Linked DNA regions of Zea mays: regions 1 and 2 are each linked to region 3. Evidence: chromatin contacts called from public Hi-C data. All regions are on one chromosome and are shown on one strand. The core of a region is the stretch at or near the end of the contact, and the rest is flanking DNA. Distances in the headings are between cores, read along the strand shown. Region 1 holds the start of LOC100191257. Region 2 holds the start of LOC103647464 (keratin-associated protein 5-4). Region 3 holds the start of LOC100282748 (aldehyde dehydrogenase family 7 member A1).

Region 1 (3,627 bases), core at 538-3,037, 160 kb after region 3:
GATTAGACTTACTGATTGTTGGCGCGCGCCAGGATCAGCTGGGTCGACGAGGTCAGCAGATCACGAGCAGTCGCGTGAAGACGCTTCCCAAAAACCTTATTCGCCCTCTCTCGGTGCAGGATCTAGAAGACGAAGGGTTCCGGAGACCTGCTCTCCTGATCGCAGATGCACCTCTGCGGTCGGGACGAAGGGAACTAAAAGGCGGCTCAGCTATGAAGAGAGGCGAAAGTGAACTGGGATCTGGGATGATTTGGAGGCTGGCTGCCGGGCTCCTTTTATAGGGCCAAGTCCGCGACCCCCTGTGCTTATCCGCCCACGAAAATCTCGCAATCAGTTGAGATTTTATAGCGATCGGTTAGGATAAGCGTAACAGCCAAGAAACCAAAAAATCAAACGGCAAAAGGTAGTCGCGCCCCCGCAAGGCGAGGGGCCGGATTTCGGCGGACCATTCACGCGCATGTCGTGCGCCCGCGCCCTTCGCCCCGCCCCGCCCCGCCCCGGCCCGGCCAGGCCAGGCCAGGCGAGCGAGCGCGCGCGCGTGTGGCTCTCCACACTCTCTCCTCTCATCCATGACTTGGTGAGTGAGTGTGGCTTCCATATTTAAGCTAGCTCTACTCCACAAGAGCTAGCAATATGGTGCTATTGGTTCCACCTATCCCTTTGCCATCCACTTATATGGGCTTTTGAGATTTTCCTGGAATTATTAGAAATTCTTAATTGGGCCAAGCCCATAAATCCTAACACATGTTTGGTTCAACTTTTTTCTGACCAGCTTTTATAAAAATCTGACTGTGTGGAGAATCTGGCTGTGAAGAGAATCTGGGTATCATTACGATTACGTGTGGAGGAAGATAAAGTTGTTCATACGGCTCAGGATCTAGAAAGTGACGGATTCCTACTATTACAACGACTCAACCGATTATGTGTTTATATTGATTTTGGATGTTTTTTGCTCCAACAAATTTTATAGAAGCTGACTGAAAAGCTGAGCGTTTGGCAATCCGCAGCAGCTTTTGGTAGCCAGAAGCTGCCAGAAGCCCAAACAAACAGGCCCAATGTAGGCGGGCCGGGCCTGTCTAATGGTAGCTAGCTAGCTAGCTAGTCTAAGAAAACCAACAATCGTCGTGGCATCGTCGCAAACCAAAGTTCTGGCCCTGGCTGTGTACCACAGTTCAGTGTAACTGTTCATCCACGGTCTGAAACCTTCGACCGTCTCCCTATTTGAATGAAAAAAAGAAACTTACCGAATTAGAGGTAACTTCAGTTGTCTATAGCAACTACACTGTATATATAGTAGAACCGTCGCAAGCGTATACCGCGGCGTGACGTACACGGCACAGGCAACACGCGGTACACCGCTGTCCTGAGGTGGCGCGTCCCGTCTTCTCGATGTGGCCATTGCCAGTACCACACCCGTCGCTGCCATCGTCGCGTCCTCTCATCGTCCCCGGCGCGCGCGCCCCTCCTCCCAGATCACGTGTCGCTACCACGCCTTCCCGTCGGGGCGTCCCTCTCGCTCGCCTGCCCCTCCTCCTCCTCCTCCTCCTCCTCCTCCGTCCGATCACGTCGCCACCGCGGCCCCTCGGACCCGTCGCTCTCCCACATTCCCGTTCCCCGAGGACCACCATCCTCCGTTCCGGCGGCAGCCACGTTTTTCATGCGAGGCGAAAGGCGGCCTAGTCGCAAAGGCCATTTTCTCCGTGGCCCCCCCCACACTCGCCGTTTCCTTGGCACACGCGCTATTATTAATAAAGGCGCAAAGGCCATTCGCGAGGCGAGGGGAGGAGAAGTGTACTACGCGAGAGCTTGCCGGAGGCTCTGGATCCCTGTGATAATAATAAACTGATATAAGCAGAGGAAGCGGGGAGGAAGCTGCGAGTTGGAGGGGGCCGGGAGAGGCGTCTCTGGTTATTGCTTGTCCCTGCTTCCCGGTGAGCTGCTGGGAGTGGACGGGCCGGGAAGGAGACGAGAAGATAAGGGCGCCGCGCGCGGCCATGGCTGGAAGTGCGCCGGCGACGGCGATGGACAAGACCAGCTTTGCCACCACGTGCAGCCTGCTGAGCCAGTACGTCAAGGAGAAGAAGGGCGGCCTGCTGCAGGGCCTTGGTGCCCTCGCCATGGCGCCGGCAGCTGGTAAGGGCAACAGTTCTTTCGTCGTGCGATCCGCTCCTGTCCGTTAAGTGCCACACTGCCATGCACGAATAAGCTAGCTTCCCCGTAGACACTAACACTACCGTCAATGAACAATACCGTTCTGCTTATCGCACATCGATCGCGCTCTTCCCATCGTCGCAGGAGAAGGAGCTTTCCGGCCGCCGACCACCATGAACTTGCTGTCAGCTCTCGACGACGCGCCGGCCGAGGAGCGCAGCGAGAAGGCCACCGCCGGGGAGCCAAAACACCAGGACAAATGCACCGGCGGAAATCCAAGGTATATATATTGATGACGAAGGAAGGAAGGAAGCAAGGTCGTGTGCCTTGAATTAATTAACCGGAAGAACAACACTGCACGCTCGGGTTCAAAAGAAAAAGGAAGGAATAACAGCAAGGTGTGAGTGTGACATGTCGTTCTTGTCGAATACAGTTTAAAAAGAGAGGCGTTTTGGTTCCTGTAGGGAGGAGGCAGCCGGAGAGGAGGAGGAGGAGGCGCAGCAGCTGACCATCTTCTACGGCGGCAGAGTGGTCGTCTTCGACATGTTCCCCTCCGCCAAGGTCGAGGACCTGCTGCAGATCATGAGCCCTGGCGGCGACGGCGTGGACAGGGCAGGCGGTGCCACTGTCCCTACGCGGAGCCTGCATAGGCCTTCACACGACAGCCTCTCTGGTAAAGCCTGTCTGCTCTTGCAGTTCTACCATGGCGTCGGCAACGGCAACACGAGTACTTGTCGGTTACACAAGTGCCTTTTTTTTTGTGCTGTGCGACAGATCTGCCGATTGCGAGGAGGAATTCGCTCCACAGGTTTCTTGAGAAGAGAAAGGACAGGTAACGGAGTGGTCGTTCATATGCTTTTCTTTTCTCTCGGGTTTTCAGTGATGGAGAACAGTTGCATTCAGAATCAAGTCCTGACATACTTTGTGTGTGTGTGTGTTTTCATTCGAGTTCCAGGATAACTGCAAAGGCGCCATACCAACAAGTCAACAGCTCTGTTGTTGGCGTCGAGGCGTCCAAGCAGGCGGCTGGAGCTGGGGTGGAAAAACCTTGGCTGGGGCTGGGCCAAGAAGCGACAACAGCGAAGCTGGAGATGTGATGAATGTTGCCCGACAAGAAGGTGCAGTGCACGAGATTCACGGATGGTGCAGGTCGTAGCTTCAGGTTAAGGTGAAGGATAACTTACCGTCGGGTACTCTACTCACTTTACTGCTCTACTACTACTACTGCTGGTGACGAAGTTAGCAAGAAACGTTCTTCTGCTACCGGTGGGTCGGTCGGTCAGCCGTTCGTTGGCGAGATTGTTTGCTGCTGGAGACGGACGTGCTCGCAGCAGTTTCGCTGGTCCGTGACCGCGCCATATGTTGCCACGAATGGTTGGTTGTTCGGTACGTTGAGGAACGATGTGTATGTAGTGTGCACGTTTCCGGTGCATCTTGTTCTCCTCAAGCCTGTCCTGTATGTTTACCCCCCTGCAC
Region 2 (3,659 bases), core at 109-2,608, 200 kb before region 3:
AAATCTAGTCCAGAACATAGAAAGCCCCAAAACTGTGGCAGCCCAGCCCATAAACACCAGTAGTACATGTACTGTACTGTACGGTGCACCGTGCAGCGCACCACCTTTGCCTCTGCTGCACGAACACTCATGATAGCGCTAGTGCCTGACGAAGGAACGCCATGCCGTGTGCGTGTCCGCGGAGCAAGAACGGAAGGGGGACACGCCCACCCGCCGCTCCACGCGCAGCTCTGACACGGGCAGCGCGCCAGTGCCACTGCCCACTGCGGTCTGCGGCACTGCCCATGCCCCCGTCCCCTCTTTTCTCCCAAGGAACCGAACCGCACGGCCCAAGAGGACAAGAGGTACAGCCGCGGCACGCCCGAAGAGGGCAACTGGGCTGGGCGAGCCTGTCGCGCGTCGGGAATAGCTGCCGGGATCCGCCGCCCTCCCTCCCTCCATCCCTCCGCATTTTTAAGGCTCTCATCCCCAAACGAAGACGAAATAAATGGCGTGGTGTGCTCCAACGATCAGATTTTGCACACCAACCTGCCATTAAACTAGTGCATCTCCCCCACACGCACACGCTAGTACTGGCCCCCCTTCTACACGCTGCACATGTTTCCTAGAAAACGAGAGCGCGCGACGAATCGGATGCTTACTGCAGCTGGTGGTGATTTTTTTTTTTTTTGAAAGTTTTTTTTTAGTTAGGGCAAGTCAAAGGGGGACGAGACAGAATCACAGAAAGGGAACGGTCCTGCCGGCGATGCCTCACCTTGAGGAAGTCGATCTCGCGGTTGAGGGCCTGCAGCTCCAGCTGCAGCCGGCGGCGGCCGCACAGGTCCGGGTACCTCGGCGGCGACTTGGGCCGTGGGGGCTCCAGCACCACCGCCACCTCCTCCCCCATGGACCTCACATGTACTGGCGGCTAGCAGAGTACCTCCCACACCGGCACACCTCCCCCTAACGAGTGCCGGCCGGTGTTCGGGACTAGAGAAGCGGAATGTTGAGGAGGGAGTGGTGGCTGGCTGATGGTGGTATAAGTCGCGGCGATCGGGCGATGAGCAGGGGGACAGCGGGCTGAGGCGGGTGGAGGATATCGCACGCACGGGAGTGACGGACACGCGCGCTCGTGTCTGCGCACGCGAGGGGAAGCAGGATGAGAGGAAGAAGAGGAAGTGGGAGGATTGGATGAGGAAGCGAGGAGCAGGACGTCCCCATATACTGATTACTGAGCGGGAGGGAGAGAGAGAGAGGATGGCTGCGCGGGCAATAATGGCAGAGAAGGGGGCGTGGGGTTGAGAGAGAGAGAGAAACGGGAGAGCAGGGGAGGAAGGACGCTGTTGGGGTTTAATAGGTGGGCCTTGTTTGACTGCGACGTGGGTCCCAGGCCCACATGGTTCGGGGTTTAAGCTAGGGACGCCGCCGTGGGGTGGGACGGAACAGTAGGGTAGGAAGTAGGATCACGGACGGCGTTATGGTGATCTTGGTCTCGTTGCCGTTGCCGTTGGACCCTTCTCAATCTTCTCCGGTGGTGGTTTGCGAGTCCGCCTCCGCTGACGACGAGCTCAACAGTGCAAAACCATCATGATGCGGCGTCGGTGAAATCATGGCGAGCGCCGAGGATCTGTTTAGCAGCTCCACTTTTCTCAGAAGAGGATTTCAGATCTAATAAAACAGGCCTCGATGGGTCACTCGTATCATCCGACAGAGAAGCAATGACCCTACCTGATGCAACAGCCCAACGTATGAGATTCACGGCTGGTGGCAGCTAATGATAATATCATTTCTTTTTACAGAACGAGCACGTTACAATATCCAAAGTTTCATTATCTTGCCAATTCTATCTACGAATCTAGACAAACTCATGTCTCGTAACTAAAATTGCAGTCCTTTTTAAGACATGTACAACATTGCTTTAGAGACTAAATGACAAAAATACAGGAGACTTTCTCTTCTCGGATAGCCAGCCTCTACTCGATTTTCTGTGTATATATTGTCTCTAAACTACATTTATAATATGAATGATTTTAAAAACAACTCATTGTATCATGCAATCTCTTACTTATATCTTGTACATGAAAATCGATGTACGGGCTTATGTTTATACATGTCTTTAGACGAATTACAATACTCCACCTCAGCTAATTTCATACCATCCAATACACTACCATGCCATCAAATTGATGATTTGGTCCAAACAACTCCGCGGGGAACAACTTAAGTGGCTTGATGGTTGACATCATACTCTTGCAGTCTTGCTACGATATGTGTTTGGTACTCCTTGCTCGCTCAACACGAGCTAAATAATCTATTCGATTGTTTCATTTTAACATGAGCTAATCTTCTATACCATGACCAACTCGTACTTGACTTGGTGAACATACATATCGTAAGATTTGTTTCGCTATCACCAAAGTCCACCAAATAAGGGCCTGTTCGGTTAGACCCTTCCCGGCCGGGATCACAGCCCGATCCACGTGGATCACCCCCTCCTGGAAACAATCCCGACCCATAAAAAAATGGTGTTCGGTTAAGCCCTGTTGCCCTCGGCCTGGAACGGTGCCCCTGTCGAGTCCATGATTTTTTCGTTGCCCCTGACCTGGAACGGCGCCCGGTCTCTCAGCGGTGGAAAATATCCCCACGCGAAGCAGCCGCAAGGCAACAGGCGTAAAGCAGGCGGCGGCGACTAGGCTTGGACGCGAGATTCCTCTCCCCGACGTCGATTTCCTCCGACAGTCGACTTCTCACCAGTACTCTTCTTCCTCTGTGTCTCCTATTGCATCTAGGGTCCAAGAATTTATAGTCGATGGGCAAATCTAGGATCCCCATCGCCGACACACGAACTTCGCCTGACGCAGTCAACGGCTACGCAGCCGGAGCCCCATCGCCGGCGAGCGTTGCGTGAGAGGGCAAGAGCGGAGATGCTCGCTCTCCCTCTCCAGCTCTGCATCTGTGCAATAAAGAAGCAGCTGCGTGAAAGAACCATATGTGAGCTGCGTTAAAGAAGCAGCTGTGCAGAAGATGAGGCTTGGGGCTTCTTCCATACAGTTACGCCTATGAATCATTCATATATGTAGACAACAATAAAGATACTTCCTACCCAATGACGATATTGTATCTTCATTTATTACTACTGCAATATTTCACCATTAGTAAAACCTGACAGCAAGTGAGATTTCTATGGGTCTGTTTGGTTGGGCTGTGGCTGTGGAAAAAGTTGCTGTGGGCTGTGAGCTGTGGAAAAAGCTGCTATAGGCTGTGTGCTGTTAAAAAGCTAAAAATCGTTTGGTGGAAACCACTAAAAGTCGTTAAAAGTTCTTTGATATATGTTTTCACAGTTCCATCCAAAAGCCACTAAAAGCAGGTCCAGGGGTGCTTTCAGTTTTGCACTACGAGAAAGTCGGCTTTTAGAAAAAGCTGCTTCGTGGATCCAACTCTTTGGTTGGCTTTTGGCTTTTAGGGGGCAAAAGCCAAAGCCAAAAGCCAAACCAAACACACCCTATGTATGACTGCCTATGGATATCCTTAAAACCTGGAGCAATAAATCACCATTAATTACTATTGCAATATATGACAATGTATCCTTCTTCCTCCTATTAATTCTTTTATCACCTGGCCATTCCTTCCCCCACTAAATTACTAGCTACAGCATGTTACTGTATGCTACTGCCAGTAAT
Region 3 (3,508 bases), core at 1,008-3,507:
GCGACAGCTCAGGGAAGTCGAAGTTGACAGATGGATCCGACCCATGGTCCGCCCATGATTAAGCTAGCCCATGGAAAACTTGCAGGATGAGCCAGAACCAGAGGCAGAGAATCGCCTTTCGACCGGACGTACGTGTTGGGCTACCTACGATCATCTATCCCGTGTATATACGTTGCACAGGACGTAGTTAATTGTTGGATCCATACCATTGTATAATCCACCGGACATACCTTGTTGCACTATGATGTATTTTGTTATCCTATTGTCATATTAACTTTAGTTTGGTGCTTCGGTAATTTCTCGATCCGTCACTTGTGGCCTCACTCGTATCGTAGGTAGAGATGGCCAAACGGGCCGCCTGGTCCGGGCCGGCCCGGGCCTGGTGAAACCCGGTCCGCCAGGTACGGTTAGAAAACCGGGCCGAGCCTGCTAAGCCCGCGGGCTTGATTCTCTGTCTAAGCCCAGCCCGCAGCGGGCCTAAACGGGCCGGGTCGACCCGTTTAGCACGAAAAAAGCGGGCCAAAAGCGGGCTTAACGTGCTTAGAGGTAAACGGGCCGTACCGAGCTAGCCCGCCGTGCCTAGTTTCCTGTCCAAGCCCGGTCCGCTTATTCGTGCCGGGCCAGCCCGGGCCGTGTCGGGCTCAGACCGGGCCCAAACAGCGGGCTTCGTGCCGGGCTCGCGGGCCTCGTGCTTATTGAACATCTATAATCGTAGGGCAACACTATTGTATCCACCAGTGTATACATTACGGATACACTAGGTACGACGTGTGAGTGAGTATACACTAGGTATTATCCACCAAAGGCCCCCTCGTCTAAAATTCTAAATCGGTAAGGTTGGTTTTTTTTTTCCTTTTGGATGAGACTTGCCTTTTGGATGAGAAGACCCTCTTTATTACACAGGGAACTAAACTTATGACAATCTCACGTGAAAAGGAGCAAAGCGACTCGGTTACGATCTCCATGATCTGATCGATTCAGTTTCGAACTTGTCATGCAAGACAAAGTCGGATTATTATTAAAAAAACGATAAAAAAGACATAAACAAAATGGATGCCAATCACAATTCATGAAAAAATATGAAATGTGCTGCATGAGGCTTTAGCTTTCTCCCTCAAGCTATTCAAGTTGACTTTATCTCCTACTTTTTATATAGAGAGAGGGTCTTTAAGATTTATTCTGAATTTTATCGTAAAGTAAATGTGTTAAGCTAAATAAATACTAACTGATCATGGGTAGGTACCTTGGACCGGCAGCACAGTAGGATAGCATGGCGCCACGGTGGTCGTGCAGATGAGAACGAAGAAGGAAGAACGAAAACGGAACACGGACAAAGAGGACGTACGTGTATGTCGTGGCTCTCTTTTATGTAGAGCCCGTGGATACTACATGCTAGTTTATCTTCGATCTTAAATAAAATGTTTGGTTTAAGAAATGAGCTCGTCCATTATCTTCTCACTTTTTTTATAGTCTGTGGAATAGAATTCTTATAGTTATGTAGTTAATATTAATACTAATATAAAGAATGAAATCATACTCAAATTTAAGGAATGAACTGTTTACCATGTTGTCTCCGAGGAAAGAGTGTCGTTGTATACACGCCCGCGGGAGCTATCGTAAAGAAGCTCAGAACAACACAAACGCTGTCCCTTTTGCTTGAGCAAACTGTAGCGCATCCAACTCGGATGGACCTGAAAGCTGAAGCTCCTGCTTTCGTCCTGGCTCGTCGTCATCCATAGATGTTGGACGGAGCCACGGAGGCGAATGCCAAGTTAAGCACGGGTCCGCGAGATTTGTCATAGACGATGATAGCATTGGACGCGCGCGCGGGCTCGCACGCCACGTCCCTGTGACTGTGAGATGTGAATCACAATCCCTACGATCTACGGCTCACTCGTCACACACTCACACTGTCATTATTCACAGCCCAGCGTTCTTGTTACATCTCTCGACTGTCATCTCCATCTTTGGCACCATGTCATGCCAGCGTCGGGTCGGGCCGTCCGTGAATGCCAAAACACAAAACGTGCACCATCAAAGCTGGCGTCCAATGATAATATAACAAAACTATAAAATTATCTTTCACCAAGTAACAAATCCCACGCTTTTTCGTCTCGTCCCAGACTCCCCCCTCTGTCCCGTGAACAAACAAACGCCAAACGGGAAGCCCGTCCAACCGTACCACTCCTCCGCGCCGGGCCCGGGCTCCATCGCCTTCCCGGAGCAGTTCACAGTCCCCACTCCACCTCCTTCTACAAATACACCTCAGTCTCAGTCCCCCACCACATCCGCTCCCCGCCTTCCGCTTCCCTACCCCCCGCATCACCTACCAACGCCGACACCATGGGGGCCTTCGCGAAGGAGGAGCACCAGTTCCTAGCCGAGCTCGGCCTCGCGCAGCGCAACCCAGGCGCGTTCGCATGCGGTGCGTGGGGCGGCTCAGGTCCCACCGTCACCTCCACGAGCCCGACCAACAATCAGGTGCGTCCCTGCACGGCCCGATCTGCTCGGTTTCGCCGCTCCGCCTGTTCCGTGTTTGTTTGTGTGGTGGGTTTTTGATCGAGTGTTTGTTTTTGTTGGGTGCGTGGCTATCTGTGTTCTAGGTCATCGCAGAGGTCGTGGAGGCGTCCGTGCACGACTACGAGGAGGGCATGCGCGCCTGCTTCGATGCCGCCAAGACATGGATGGCGGTGAGTTCCACCGACTTGCAGCGCTCGTAGCCATAGCAGCTCGCGCGGGTGGGTGATGGAATGCTGGCATTTGTGGTTTGGTAGTCGCTACTGCCTGTGGATTTTAACTGCGAGGAAATGTGTTTTGTTTTCACTTTCACTCCCCTTGGGGTTGGAATTTGGAAACGCTACTTTCGCAATTGTCGGTCCTTTATGAGTTTGATGAGTTTCCAGGGAAGTTTGCATTCCAGATTGTGATACGATGATGTGATATGGGTTCTCGATCTGATCCAGTAACGCAGATCTCTGGTGTACGGTCTGTATCTGTGAACTAGAATGTATACTGCAGTCTCAGACTTCATGCATGCTTGGGTTTATCAGATTTTGGACTCTGTTTTTCTTATATATCTACAAGGTACTCTGACACCGCAAGTTCATTGCTGGGACTGGGTAGCATATCCAAAAACTTATTCCGTCCATCAAGTGATTTGATTCTGAATTTTACTCGTAGCAATGTGCTCATAAATCATAACGTCATTGCCAATTTGTGCAGATTCCTGCTCCAAAGCGAGGAGAGATCGTTAGGCAAATCGGTGATGCACTGAGAGCAAAGCTCCATCACCTTGGCAGGCTTGTGTCACTTGAGATGGGGAAAATTCTTCCTGAAGGGATCGGTGAGGTTCAGGTAGGAATGGATCATAGTTGCTTGATTGCTTCTAGTGCATTGTCTACAAACTGCAAGTCATGTATTGTGCTCACCAAAAGTATCATCATTGAGTTCACGCTTCACATCACATCTTTGTGTTTCTGTTTTAGGATGTTTTTTTATATATACTACC

Evidence for each region. A called contact is a pair of places that touch in the nucleus more often than the background predicts.
Region 1: a contact with region 3 is called in a Hi-C map of leaf, with 4 times the contacts expected there. The contact joins the promoter of LOC100191257 here to the promoter of LOC100282748 in region 3. A contact is called at or near these places in 2 of 25 Hi-C or Micro-C datasets (ear and leaf).
Region 2: a Hi-C map of tassel shows a contact between it and region 3, with 2.1 times the contacts expected there. The contact joins the promoter of LOC103647464 here to the promoter of LOC100282748 in region 3. A contact is called at or near these places in 3 of 25 Hi-C or Micro-C datasets (ear, endosperm and tassel).

What each region holds. Positions count from the first base shown.
Region 1 is chr2:189,039,263-189,042,889 of Zm-B73-REFERENCE-NAM-5.0, reverse strand. It overlaps LOC100191257, which reads left to right and starts at 1,787. Exons shown (of 5, transcript NM_001136691.1): 1 at 1,787-2,133; 2 at 2,296-2,431; 3 at 2,616-2,824; 4 at 2,926-2,983; 5 at 3,107-3,627. The coding sequence starts at 1,995. The coding sequence ends at 3,248.
Region 2 is chr2:189,399,690-189,403,348 of Zm-B73-REFERENCE-NAM-5.0, reverse strand. It overlaps LOC103647464 (keratin-associated protein 5-4), which reads right to left and starts at 1,358. Exons shown (of 5, transcript XM_008672002.4): 1 at 755-1,358. The coding sequence starts at 886.
Region 3 is chr2:189,201,833-189,205,340 of Zm-B73-REFERENCE-NAM-5.0, reverse strand. LOC100282748 (aldehyde dehydrogenase family 7 member A1) reads left to right here and starts at 2,257. Exons shown (of 14, transcript NM_001155654.2): 1 at 2,257-2,481; 2 at 2,604-2,690; 3 at 3,223-3,354. The coding sequence starts at 2,344.